3 separate regions of the Sus scrofa genome follow, and all the other regions are linked to region 2. Evidence: chromatin contacts called from public HiChIP or PLAC-seq data. All regions are on one chromosome and are shown on one strand. Each heading gives the region's core, a stretch centred on a gene start, on an enhancer-like site or on the middle of the called end of the contact. The rest is flanking DNA. Distances are from core to core; before and after follow the strand shown.

The links. HiChIP or PLAC-seq counts read pairs in DNA pulled down with a chosen protein or histone mark.
Region 1: an H3K27ac HiChIP or PLAC-seq map of skeletal muscle shows a contact between it and region 2, with 4 times the contacts expected there. The contact joins two enhancer-like sites. A contact is called at or near these places in 1 of 47 Hi-C or Micro-C datasets (embryonic fibroblasts) and 1 of 2 datasets of contacts at active chromatin or transcription factors (skeletal muscle).
Region 3: an H3K27ac HiChIP or PLAC-seq map of skeletal muscle shows a contact between it and region 2, with 8 times the contacts expected there. The contact joins the promoter of PRDM14 here to the enhancer-like site in region 2. A contact is called at or near these places in 5 of 47 Hi-C or Micro-C datasets (fetal skeletal muscle, heart right ventricle, mesenteric adipose tissue and 2 more) and 1 of 2 datasets of contacts at active chromatin or transcription factors (skeletal muscle).

What each region holds. Positions count from the first base shown.
Region 1 is chr4:65,208,074-65,211,479 of Sscrofa11.1, reverse strand. NCOA2 (nuclear receptor coactivator 2) reads right to left here. Exons shown (of 23, transcript NM_001114275.1): 12 at 2,169-2,379. Among named protein-coding and RNA genes, the nearest start is that of PRDM14, 64 kb to the left of the region's middle. Within about 2 kb of position 2,024, at least 29 of the 83 cell types and tissues checked have an H3K27ac peak or open chromatin away from gene starts, as enhancers often do. A contact at or near this core is called in skeletal muscle, where this site is marked.
Region 2 is chr4:65,588,735-65,592,600 of Sscrofa11.1, reverse strand. SLCO5A1 (solute carrier organic anion transporter family member 5A1) reads right to left here. Exons shown (of 11, transcript XM_005663031.3): 11 at 3,486-3,866. Among named protein-coding and RNA genes, the nearest start is that of SLCO5A1, 150 kb to the right of the region's middle. Within about 2 kb of position 1,815, at least 2 of the 83 cell types and tissues checked have an H3K27ac peak or open chromatin away from gene starts, as enhancers often do. A contact at or near this core is called in skeletal muscle, where this site is marked.
Region 3 is chr4:65,272,377-65,275,800 of Sscrofa11.1, reverse strand. PRDM14 (PR domain zinc finger protein 14) reads right to left here and starts at 1,813. Exons shown (of 7, transcript XM_021090784.1): 1 at 1,099-1,813; 2 at 437-490; 3 at 188-345. The coding sequence starts at 1,798.

The DNA of each region.
Region 1 (3,406 bases), core at 775-3,274, 380 kb after region 2:
CATATATATCCCAATATTAGCTTCTAATATTCAATTGTATTTGCTAGGTAAACTACTAAATATTTTTTTTTACATTATATTATTTGAATTTAGGAATATTGTTTTGGCACAGCTGTGAAACCATAAACATCTCCTGCATAAAGCACCAAACCCAGACACATGTGCTTTGGACACTGGAATATCATTTTTAACTAAACTTTGTTTTGTCTACTCTCATTGGAAATTAAAATCTTTAAATGTGAACTCTACTATTTGAAGTTGGTATTAAAGCTTTAGGACCCTGTTAAATTTCCTAAACATAGCTTTTTAAAATTTCCAGATACATTTATATTTGAAATGATTATAATGGTCCATTCACAAGAATTTACTGGGGAGTAAAAACTACACCAGCATACTATACTATGACATAGTTAACCAGTAATTTGACAACAATGACTTTAAAAGTACAAAGCTACTATAAATTAGAATCCAAAGAGCTAGTACATTAAACAATACCAAGTACGTTATTTTCTCTGAATTATTTAAACACAGAATGAAAGAGAACATTTAAAATGTATTAGAGTTCTTAACAGTCAATACCAGAAATAAAATATTAGAAGAATTAGGGTTTGGAATGAGAATTATGCACATGCTTAATCTGACTTCCTCAGGTTTAGTGATCTGGTTACCATTCAATAGTCTGAATACCATCAGGAGGTACAAACAGAGGAGAAGCCATTAAACTCCCTATGGCATTTTGTTTTTATTTTTGCTTTTTAGGGCCGCACCCTTGGCATATGGAAGTTCCCAGGCTAGGGGTCAAATCAGAGCTGTAGCCGCCGGCCTACTAAGCCAAAGCTCAGGGCAACGCCAGATCCTTAACCCATTGAGCGAGGCCAGGGATTGAACCCGAAATCTCATGGTTCCTAGTTGGAATTGTTTCCACTGTGCCACGATGGGAACTTAAAACTCCCTACTGTGTTTCTTCCTCACCTCTCAACTCTCTGACTCATGGGCCACAAGGAACCCTCCATTCCCTAAGAAATAGGCAGGTTGAGAGAGAAGCAAAAACCCTTATTTTGCTTTACCTTTTTCTGAATGATCAGGATTCACTTTTCTTTTTTAGGGCTGCACCCACGGCATATGGAGGTTCCCAGGCTAGGAGTCTATTCAGAGCTGTTGCTGCCGGCCTACGGCACAGCCACAGTAAAGAGGGATCAGAGCCATGTCTGCGACCTACATCACAGCTCATGGCAACACTGGATCCTTAACCCACTGAGCGAGGCCAGGGATTGAACCTGCAACCTCATGGCTCCTAGTTGGATTCATTTCCACTGCACCACAATGGGAACTCCAGCAATCACTTTGAGAAAGGAACCATTAATTAAAGCTATTTTGGAATTTGGTTGATGGTTGCCGTTTCTCCTTTGAGAAATGGGTCAAATTGGTTCTGAAGAGGGAAAGATCATTCTGCTTACCAATTTAACACAGAGGTTCTCTGTCTTTCTAACTACGTCCCTGGAGCAGGAAAGGTATTTTCTTCCACTCAAAACTATGGGACAACATGAGGTGACTATCAAGTTATGCAAACTAAGTGTTCAGTGTTCATAGTAAAGAAAGACTTCTTAAGCTTACAAAAATATCCAAATAAAAATAAACAATAAAAATGTACTATATAACAGTCTAAAGTCTTCCAGCTTTATAGTCCACTAAATGTAACATGTACTTAGAAAACATTTATCTATAATAGATTTCCATGTACAACTGCTATTTATAGGAGAATTCCTAAGAGATAATATTCTGATACAAATTTTTAGTAGTATATTATTCCTAAAAAGTCAGCATAACTTTCTAAGTTTCTGTATTTTAAATATTCAGCCATATCTTAAGATACAGAAAATCTTTTTTAACTGTAACAAAGGGAACTATAACAATCATCTGAAGAACTTTATATATGCAGGTCAGCCTCATTCCATGCTGATTAAATTAACCACAAGCGCCTGCAGCAAGGCCAAGCTCACCAGAATCAGCCTGAATATTGTTTTGATGGGCTAGGACGGTAGATGGTGCTATTTGACCATAAAAACCTTGAAGTGACTAAGCTGTTTGCATCAGATTTTAATAATCCCTGTTTCTGATGGTGATTACATGGGAATTTCTTGGCATAACCATCAATATCTCATACTCACTGCTCTGTGAAATTCGCAATGCTGTTTTCTGGGCTCCAACAGGTGTAACGGGGCTGTTTTCAGCTGTGAGTTGCATGAGGTCATTGATGATGGCTTGCTTGTCAACTGATCCAGCAGGGGCGCCTGGCCTCGTGTCTGGGAAAAGCTGTGGTAATTGACTATTCTGCAAATCATCCAAAATCTCCTCCAAGTTGTCCAGCTCACTGCCAGGCTGCGGTTAACAAACAGAAGAGTTTATCCAGGCCTAAGCTAAGAGTGGGTGCCGCACTCCTATTTCTAATTACAGACCTAAGGCCAAGGAAAAGATGCAGACGCGTGCATACCTCAGACCTAACAGTTAAGTGATCATCGTAAAAAAAATTAAATTGACAAAGGACAAATACTTTGATCTCTTGGTCCTCAGTTTCTTCAGGTGTAAAAATAGAGCTGACTGAATTAGAAGGAAAGCTCTCTCCTAGTATTGTGAGTCACTGGCAACTTATAAAATCCCCTTTATTTTGTGCTAGTGGTTCAATTCATCATGAGTACGTGTATTTCTAATAAAGTAAGAGTGGACCTTACAGACAAGGTTTTGTGGTTAACAATCCCTAAGAAATAACAACAACAAATTGGTAGAAAGTAGGATGCCAATTTACACCAAATCAGTATTAGTAAATGGTCATTTTAGAACTTTCTTTTTCTTTTTAACAGCAAGGGGGAAAATGCACAATAGGCTTGCAGTAACCCTGAATAGCTCAGCACTGCCTTTTCACTTTGAGTGGTGTTTTTTTCCTGCTTACACTTTCAGTTTCGAATGACACTGAAAACCAGTCACTTACCAGCTTAGGTGACAAATGTAGGGAAGCAGGATAAAAGCAGGCTGCCCCCAAACATAGCATCTAATAATCTGACTTTATAGAAGCCATAAAAATCCTTCTTAGGGCTTTTTCCTTTATTAGGATAGCTTCCTTTCAATTACCAACGTTCAAATAATAAGTTAGCTATCTCCACTACTTCACATCTAGCACTTTTGTTCTGGAGAGCTCAATTGAATTTATGGTCTTTTAAGTAGTATCTCTCTATGTACCAAGTATTTAAAAATCAGACGGTGCCAACCACATAGGTAAATAGCTAAAGTTAAATGCCAGGAGTTCTTTCTAGTGCAAAGAGTGGTTAAGAGTGATTCTCCTGATGTGTGTAAAACACAAGTTAGGCAATTTCCCCAAAGTCACTGGATGGACTTTGAATCCTTGACCATG
Region 2 (3,866 bases), core at 566-3,065:
CGAATAGAAGTGGTGATTAAAGGTATCTCCCTTCTGTTCTGAATTTCTAGCCCCCACACAGGAGGGCATCCCAGGACTCCAGAATCTGCATCCTTTCCCCCGCCAAACCTCTTCCCCTACATTACTGCACCTCCCAGCCTACACAGCACAGGAGACCCAGAGCTAGAGGGGAACCAAGCCAACCACTAATAGGTGTCAGCAGAAGAGGCGATGTCATCAACCTTGCCACCCTAATAGGTATTAGGAACTCAAACCCAGGAGGAACCGTAAGGGCCGAGATTAGCAGAGCATGTGTTTCCCATAATGGCCACTAGGTGTCACTCTAGCGCAACTAAAGACCTCTTTGCCAGGTGCCAGGACTTGGGCCCTGGCAAAGCGGATTTCTAAAATCAAAAAAAAAAAAAAAAAAAAAAGGAAAAAAAAAAGGTAGGAGGGAGGTTCCCGTCACGGCGCAGCGGAAATGAATCCAATTAAGAACCATAAGGTTGCAGGTTCGATCCCTGGCCTCACTCAGTGGGTTAAGGATCTGGCATTGCCACGAGCTGTGGTGTAGGTCACAGAGATAACTTGAATCTGGCGTTGCTGTGGTTCTGGTGTAGGCCAGCGGCTACAGCTCCAATTAGACCCCTAGCCTATGCTGCGGGGGCAGCCCTAAAATGCAAAAACAAAAAACAAAAAAAAAGGGCAGCAGTACAACCATTTCAACAAGAAAACACCTAGAACAACTTGATCCATAGCAGACTCATTCTTTTTCAGTGCCTAGGATCTTGGCCATTCCAGCAGGCCAAAGAATATCTTGGCCTTCTACTGATTTATATCAGTGTTATGAGTTGGAAATGCATCAAACTTTGACATTTAAATTCAAGAGTGAGCACTGAATATTGATCTCTTTGCTTTCCAATGACCCTGTGCAATTAAAGAACGTTTTTGGCTCCCATACCCTGAAGCTACAGAGGCCATCTCTGCCCAGATGGCAATTTCAAGAAAAAGAAAGGCACTGGATGCTTTTTAACAGCTTTTAAAATGCTGAGGTTTTACCAAGTCTGGGACGAAGCAAGGAAGATGAGTGGCCACATTCATAACCTTTCTGCTCCCTTCATTTCTTTTCTTTTTTTTTTTTTTTTTTTTTTTTTTGTCTTTTTGCCATTTCTTGGGCCGCTCCCGCAGCATATGGAGGTTCCCAGGCTAGGGGTCTAATCAGAGCTGCAGCCACTGGCCCACGCCAGAGCCACAGCAATGCAGGATCCGAGTCATATCTGCAACCTACACCACAGCTCACGGCAACACCGGATCGTCAACCCACTGAGCAAGGGCAGGGACCGAACCCGCAACCTCATGGTTCCTAGTCAGATTCGTTAACCACTGCGCCACGACGGGAACTCCTCCCTTCATTTCTTAAAGAGAAACGGTTCTCTCGTTTGTGTATTTCAAACAGCATAGTATCCAGAATGGCTCTGCCTCTCCCTTGAAAGTGTGGGTATTGAAGAGATTCAAGAGAAACCCTTTTGCTTAAATTCCACATGTCATTGAAGAGAAGGTGGTAGAATTGGGCAGGGGTTATTATTTGCTCTTTGCATAAATGGCTCCCTAGATAAATGAACCAAGCCAGGGAGGAAAAGAAAGTCAGCACAGATGCAAACGCTCCCTCCAATAGTCCATGCATCTTGGGCCACTGTGACCTTTTAGTTTAGGTGTGCAAGGGCGGGCTGGAGTGAGAAATGGAAATCAATTGCCCTGCTTTCCACCTAGGGTGCTTGAGGCTGGAGTCTAAATATAACCACTTTGCACTTCAGTCTATGAGTCATGCTGTTATTTCCATGGCTCCTTTAGCTCCTTCCGCCTCTCACCTAAAAGTTTTAGATGCCAGTTTACTTAGAGAACTCTGCTGGACATAAGACAAGACCTCAACATCCAGGACTTTTTCTTGTCCGATCACAAGTTCTTCCTCCAGTCTCAAGCCACCTCCTGGGCCCCTTGAGCAATGATTCGCTTATTATCTAGTAGAGATTAAGGAAAGAGAGCGTTTAACAGCTGTGCTGACCAAGCTTTGATATGTACTCCTTTGGAAATTACTTTTTATGCTTGAGAATTGCCCTCGATTTACCAGTTTTTAGAAAAATGAGTTGGACTCCTTTAGGAATATCCTTACTTGGAGTTCCCGTCGTGGCGCAGTGGTTAACGAATCCGACTAGGAACCATGAGGTTGCGGGTTCGGTCCCTGCCCTTGCTCAGTGGGTTAAGGATCCAGTGTTGCCGTGAGCTGTGGTGTAGGTTGCAGACGCGGCTCGGATCCCGTGTTGCTGTGGCTCTGGCGTAGGCCGGTGGCTACAGCTCCGATTCAACCCCTAGCCTGGGAACCTCCATATGCCACGGGAGCGGCCCAAGAAATAGCAACAACAACAGCAAAAAGACAAAAAAAAAAAAAAAAAAAAAAAAGACAAAAGGAATATCCTTACCTGATCATGGTCAACTGTGTGGCAAAGAATAATACCCATCAAAGGGCTGCCATATGTTCCCCAACACTGCCAGGATCCCAGCACTTAAGCAAGGACGTGGTACTAGTTCAGACTAATGCAATGTGACATGTGTCCCTTCAGGGCTGAGAAAGAGCCAAGTCCCTTTGCCTTTCTCTGGGCCCTTCCTTTCCTGGCCTCAGCAACCCTTAAAGTTCTAAATGATGCGACCTCAAAATGGGGAAGTCTTTGTCAGACAGGGTTTCTGAGGGGCTCTCTGGAAACGACCCATAGAGACATATTCTGTAAATGAGAAATAAACCTCTGTGCTATGAAGCCACTGAGATTTGGAGGTTGGCATGTTCCATACGTATAACGTAGCCTATCCTGAATAATGCCAACCACATTCAAGGCGCATAATTCTGCAACCCCAAATTCTATTTGAATTGAAATAGGTAAGTAGTGAAATAGTTAAAATTACTGTCTTTGATGACTCAATGGAAAATGCGGTACTGCAGGTTCCTAAAACTATAATCCTAATAGTTCTTACATTGGACATTTGGTTTTGAGGCAGAGTTATCAGTTACATAAAGAGTTCATTACTACCATTTTCCAGAGTAAGTTAAGCCCATTTAATCCCATCAAAGCACTCTACTGGTAACCCTCTTTCTTTTTGTCTTTTTAGGGCTGTACCCAAAGCATATGGAGGTTCCCAGGCTAGGGGTCTAATTGGAGCTGTAGCCGCCAACCTACACCACAGCCACAGCAATGCCAGATCCTTGACCCACTGAACGAAGCCAGGTGTCAAACCGGCAACCTCTTGGTTCCTGGCAGGATTCGTTTCCACTGCGCCACCACAGGAACTCCACCCTCTTTCTTGATGACATAAATCAATGAAACAATTTTACACAATAAAAAGCAATACAATAACTTAAAAAAAACCAAACAAACACTGGGTCTTTATAGAGGGAGAAAACATTGGCATCATTATTTCATCCCTTCCAAGAACAAAAATCCTAAGAAACAAACTAATTTCAATCCAACACACTTTATTCTTTTTTCTTTTACCTCTTTTCTGAATTTTCAATAATCAAGTATTCCAGATGTTGTAAACCAAGGTTTATTAGTACATTGACAATAGATTTCATTGAACACAGGAAATTATACATCTTTTCAATGACCCTAAGAGGTCTTCGAATAAATAGTCATTTTAAAAACCACAAAATCAAACTCCCTTTGCTCAAGAACTCAAAACAGCCTTTCATCGCAAGCACACCTAGACAAACAAAAACACACACGCTGGACACACACTCCACTAGGATCCTAATGCCAGTTTATTTGACACAGTATTACACTTCCTGTAACTAAGGAGTTAGAGGCTGACCTGCCAGTTTGATGCTTCTAAATGAATAT
Region 3 (3,424 bases), core at 564-3,063, 320 kb after region 2:
GAGGTGCAATCCTTTTGGATGGAACATCTGCCTTTCTTTTCCTTTATGTTGCAAAAGAGGCAGCACAGACAGCGGGTTATGGCCCCAAGAGAGACAAAGTCCCCCCTCCCAGAGGAGCAGGGGCCAAGGTTCTTCCCCACCCGCCTCCCTCCCCACTTTCCGCCAACCCCACCGTTAAGAACTTTACCTCCCACATCAGAGAATTGTCTCCGTGGGTCTTGACTTCACTGGCATTGACCACTTTACCCTGAAAGGGTCCAAACCTGACTCCTTTGGCCACGAGGCTATTGCAGAACACACCAAAATGTGCGACCTCACCAAACATCGTCTGCCGCAGGCAGAGACCTAGGAAGATCCCAAGGCAGAAAAGAATGCCAGTCAGGAAACTGACCGCATTTGCTGGGGAAAAGGATTCCAAGCCAGGAGCCCTGCCTACCTTCCGGGAGCTGAAGGGAGCTGTTATCCAGAGTCTGAGGAAGAGAATCAGACCCTAGAAAAAGACAGGGTTAAATGTTTATGTTTCGATGAAACGTAGTATGAAAGGCTTTCATGCCGAGTTTTCCAACCCACTAGCTGGAGCTCACCATTGTACTCAGTTTTGATGTTACCTGTCTTTTTTCCTGCTCCTTTTACATATGCAATTTCTTATTTGAGACTCCGAAGGAGGCTAGTTGGTTATGCTGTAATTAACCCCCCTTGCACATGTAAGGAACTTGAGAAATCAGAGATAATGCTGATTCGGGCTGAGGTCAGGTGGCTGAGCCGAGACTCCCAGTGTAAAAGGCACGAGGTTCTCATTGAAATACCTCGTACTTTCTGCTAGAATCTGAGCCAGCCTGATTACCCCACAGCACAAACCATTTCTCCCCTCCCCCTCATTCTCACTAAAACCACCTCAGGAGTCGCGGAGTTAAGTAAATGGGGCTGGGAGGTGAGCCTGACCTCTGCAGCTCCATCCTCTCCTGGAAGCCGGGTACACTCCGGATCAGGACCCGCACTGCCTCGAATCCACCTTGAAGCGCCTCTTCGCTGCTCCTGCCTCCTTCCCACCTCTTCTCCCCTCCCACCCAGGTCCTGGATCCTGTGGACTGCCCTTACCAGAGCTGTTGGTGGGGACCAGGAGGCCCGACATCGCGTGGTGCAAGCGGGCTGGGTGCTGAGGGCTGGGAATGACCCCGTACAGAACTAAGTGCAGGTCTTCCTGGGTGAAGTGGTAACGGGGCGATGCCTTTCTCTCTTGGTTCACGAGTTTGGGGCCATCCTCAGAGCGCTCGCCGGGGGAGCCAGGTAACAACTGGGAGGGCTTCGGCCTCTCGGGTAGCAGAGAAGCATCCACTGGGGGCGGCGGAAGGAAAACTTCAGGTCCCCAACACTGGCCACCATCGCTCCGGCCGCCGACCTGGCCCAAGTTTTCGGCGGGGGCGCCCGTGAACTCGCGCGGGCTGTTCAGGAAGTGTGGCACCTCCCTGGGCAGGTGGGGGATCGGGTACCACGTCGGCAGCTTGCTGTACCAGGGCACATCATAGAGCGGCTCCCTCGGCAGCGCCAGCCCGGGGCTCAGCAAGGGAGGCGCTGTCCGGAAGGCGAAGGGGGGCAGAGCCGGGGACGCCGACAGGGCCTCCAGCTGCCGGAAAGGTTGGAAACCCTCCTCCGCCGTGGTGAGGGTGTTCCCGTAATGGCCATAGTGCGGGAAAGGGGTGTAGTAGGCGGCCAGGTGTTGGGGGCTGCTCTGAAGCCTGTCGGGCGAGTAGCACTCCTTGTCCTGGGGACCGGTCTCACCTGGCAGCCGCAGAGCCATCCTGGGCCACCGCGAGCGGTCCGCCTGCGGGAAAAGCAAGCGCAGCCGAGTGAGGGGTGCCGGGCGCTGCGGACATCCCCTCTTGCCACACTTCCACCATCCGAGGCAGCCCCGGGTTGAAGGGAATTGGATACACTTCCCAGTTCAATCCCGAAAGACCTACCCCACCAACAAAACAAAAAGCAGCCATAAATCCGCCCCCCTCCCCCCCCAAAAAAAACCCAAAACAAAACGAAAATCTACCGAGATTCCGCCTGACTTCAAGTTCCTGGTAAGTGTCGCCTTTGCCTTCTCTCTCCAAACCCACCTTGACCCAGGACGGCTGGCTTCCAACACCCCCTCTCTACATTCTGCCCAAACCCGGCTCCTGCAAAATCCGTTTCAAGTTCCCTATCCTGCCCTCTTCCTCATCAAAAAAAAAAAAAAAAAAAAAAATCCTCTTTTCCAGGGTGGGTCGGAGCCGCGGGGTCTTCCCAGCCTCGGGGCTGGGAGCCTAGAGAAATACCGGGCTGAGCTCGGGCGCAGGCGGCAGCTCCAGGCGCTCCTAGGTCCCTATCCCGGAGGGCAGAGCCACGAGCTCGGGTAGGATAACGCAGCCGACGCGCTCCCCCAGCCCGGGGACAGGTTCAGGGAGGCCGCCCCGCTGCGAGGCCCAGTGCTGACCCCGCGGGCCCAGGGGACCCGGCTGAGAGGAGGAGGAGGGCGCCACCTTCGGCTCCCCTCGGAGCTCCGCAGCCAGCGCGGGTTCCCCACGTGTGCCGAGTCCCGCCACATCCCCCCAGGTTCCCGACCTGGCGGCTTAGGAGTAGGCGAGGACGAACCCCAGGCCAGGCAGCTGAGAGAAGGTTCCCGGACCCGCGCCGCCGCCGCCTCCACTCGGAATGGATGTCGTTTTAATGGACAAAAGTTCACCAAGGCTGGGGGATGGAGCCCCTTCAGGGCCAGCGGGTCTTAAGGGCAAGATCAATGAGCCCGATATGGAAACGAACCAGGGTCGTGACTCAGAAATTACAGAACATGGGGTCAGGAGAAGAGGTCAGCCACGACGAAGGCATCTGCCTGTCTCCTCCTGAGCCCCCCAACGGCGCTCCGCTCCTGCTCTCGCCTCAACCCGAGGATCTGCGATTTGGGGTTGAAAGCCACTTAAGGAGTAAAAGCCCCAAGAGGGCAAAACCACCCCCCTAAAACTACGGCGCCAGCGACAGCTCTGCCTGCGCGACCGACCACCCGGGCGGGCGATGGCCCCGGGCCACCGCGTCGCGCCGGGTCTGGCACCCACCTTGGAGAGCTAAGCCGCGGAGCGGGCGCCTCCGGGCAGCTAAGGGACGGCGCGGGCTCGGGACCGGTAGGCTTCGGGCCGGCCCGCAGGGCTGAACCGGGTTTAAGAGCGCGGCGGGCGGGGCAGCGGGCAAAGAGAGCGCGAGGGTGGGGAAGGGACTCGGCCCACGCAGGTCCCCAGACCCTTCTCCCCGCCCACCGCGGCCATTGGCCGACGCTCGACTTGCCCTCGGTCCTTAGGGGGTCGCGCACTTAACTCACATCTCCAAACCCTGTCGGGGACCCAGCGGAGAGCGCTCGCCCCTCGCTCTTTAGGGGCGGGCACTGTGGCCGCTCTAGGCTGGCGGA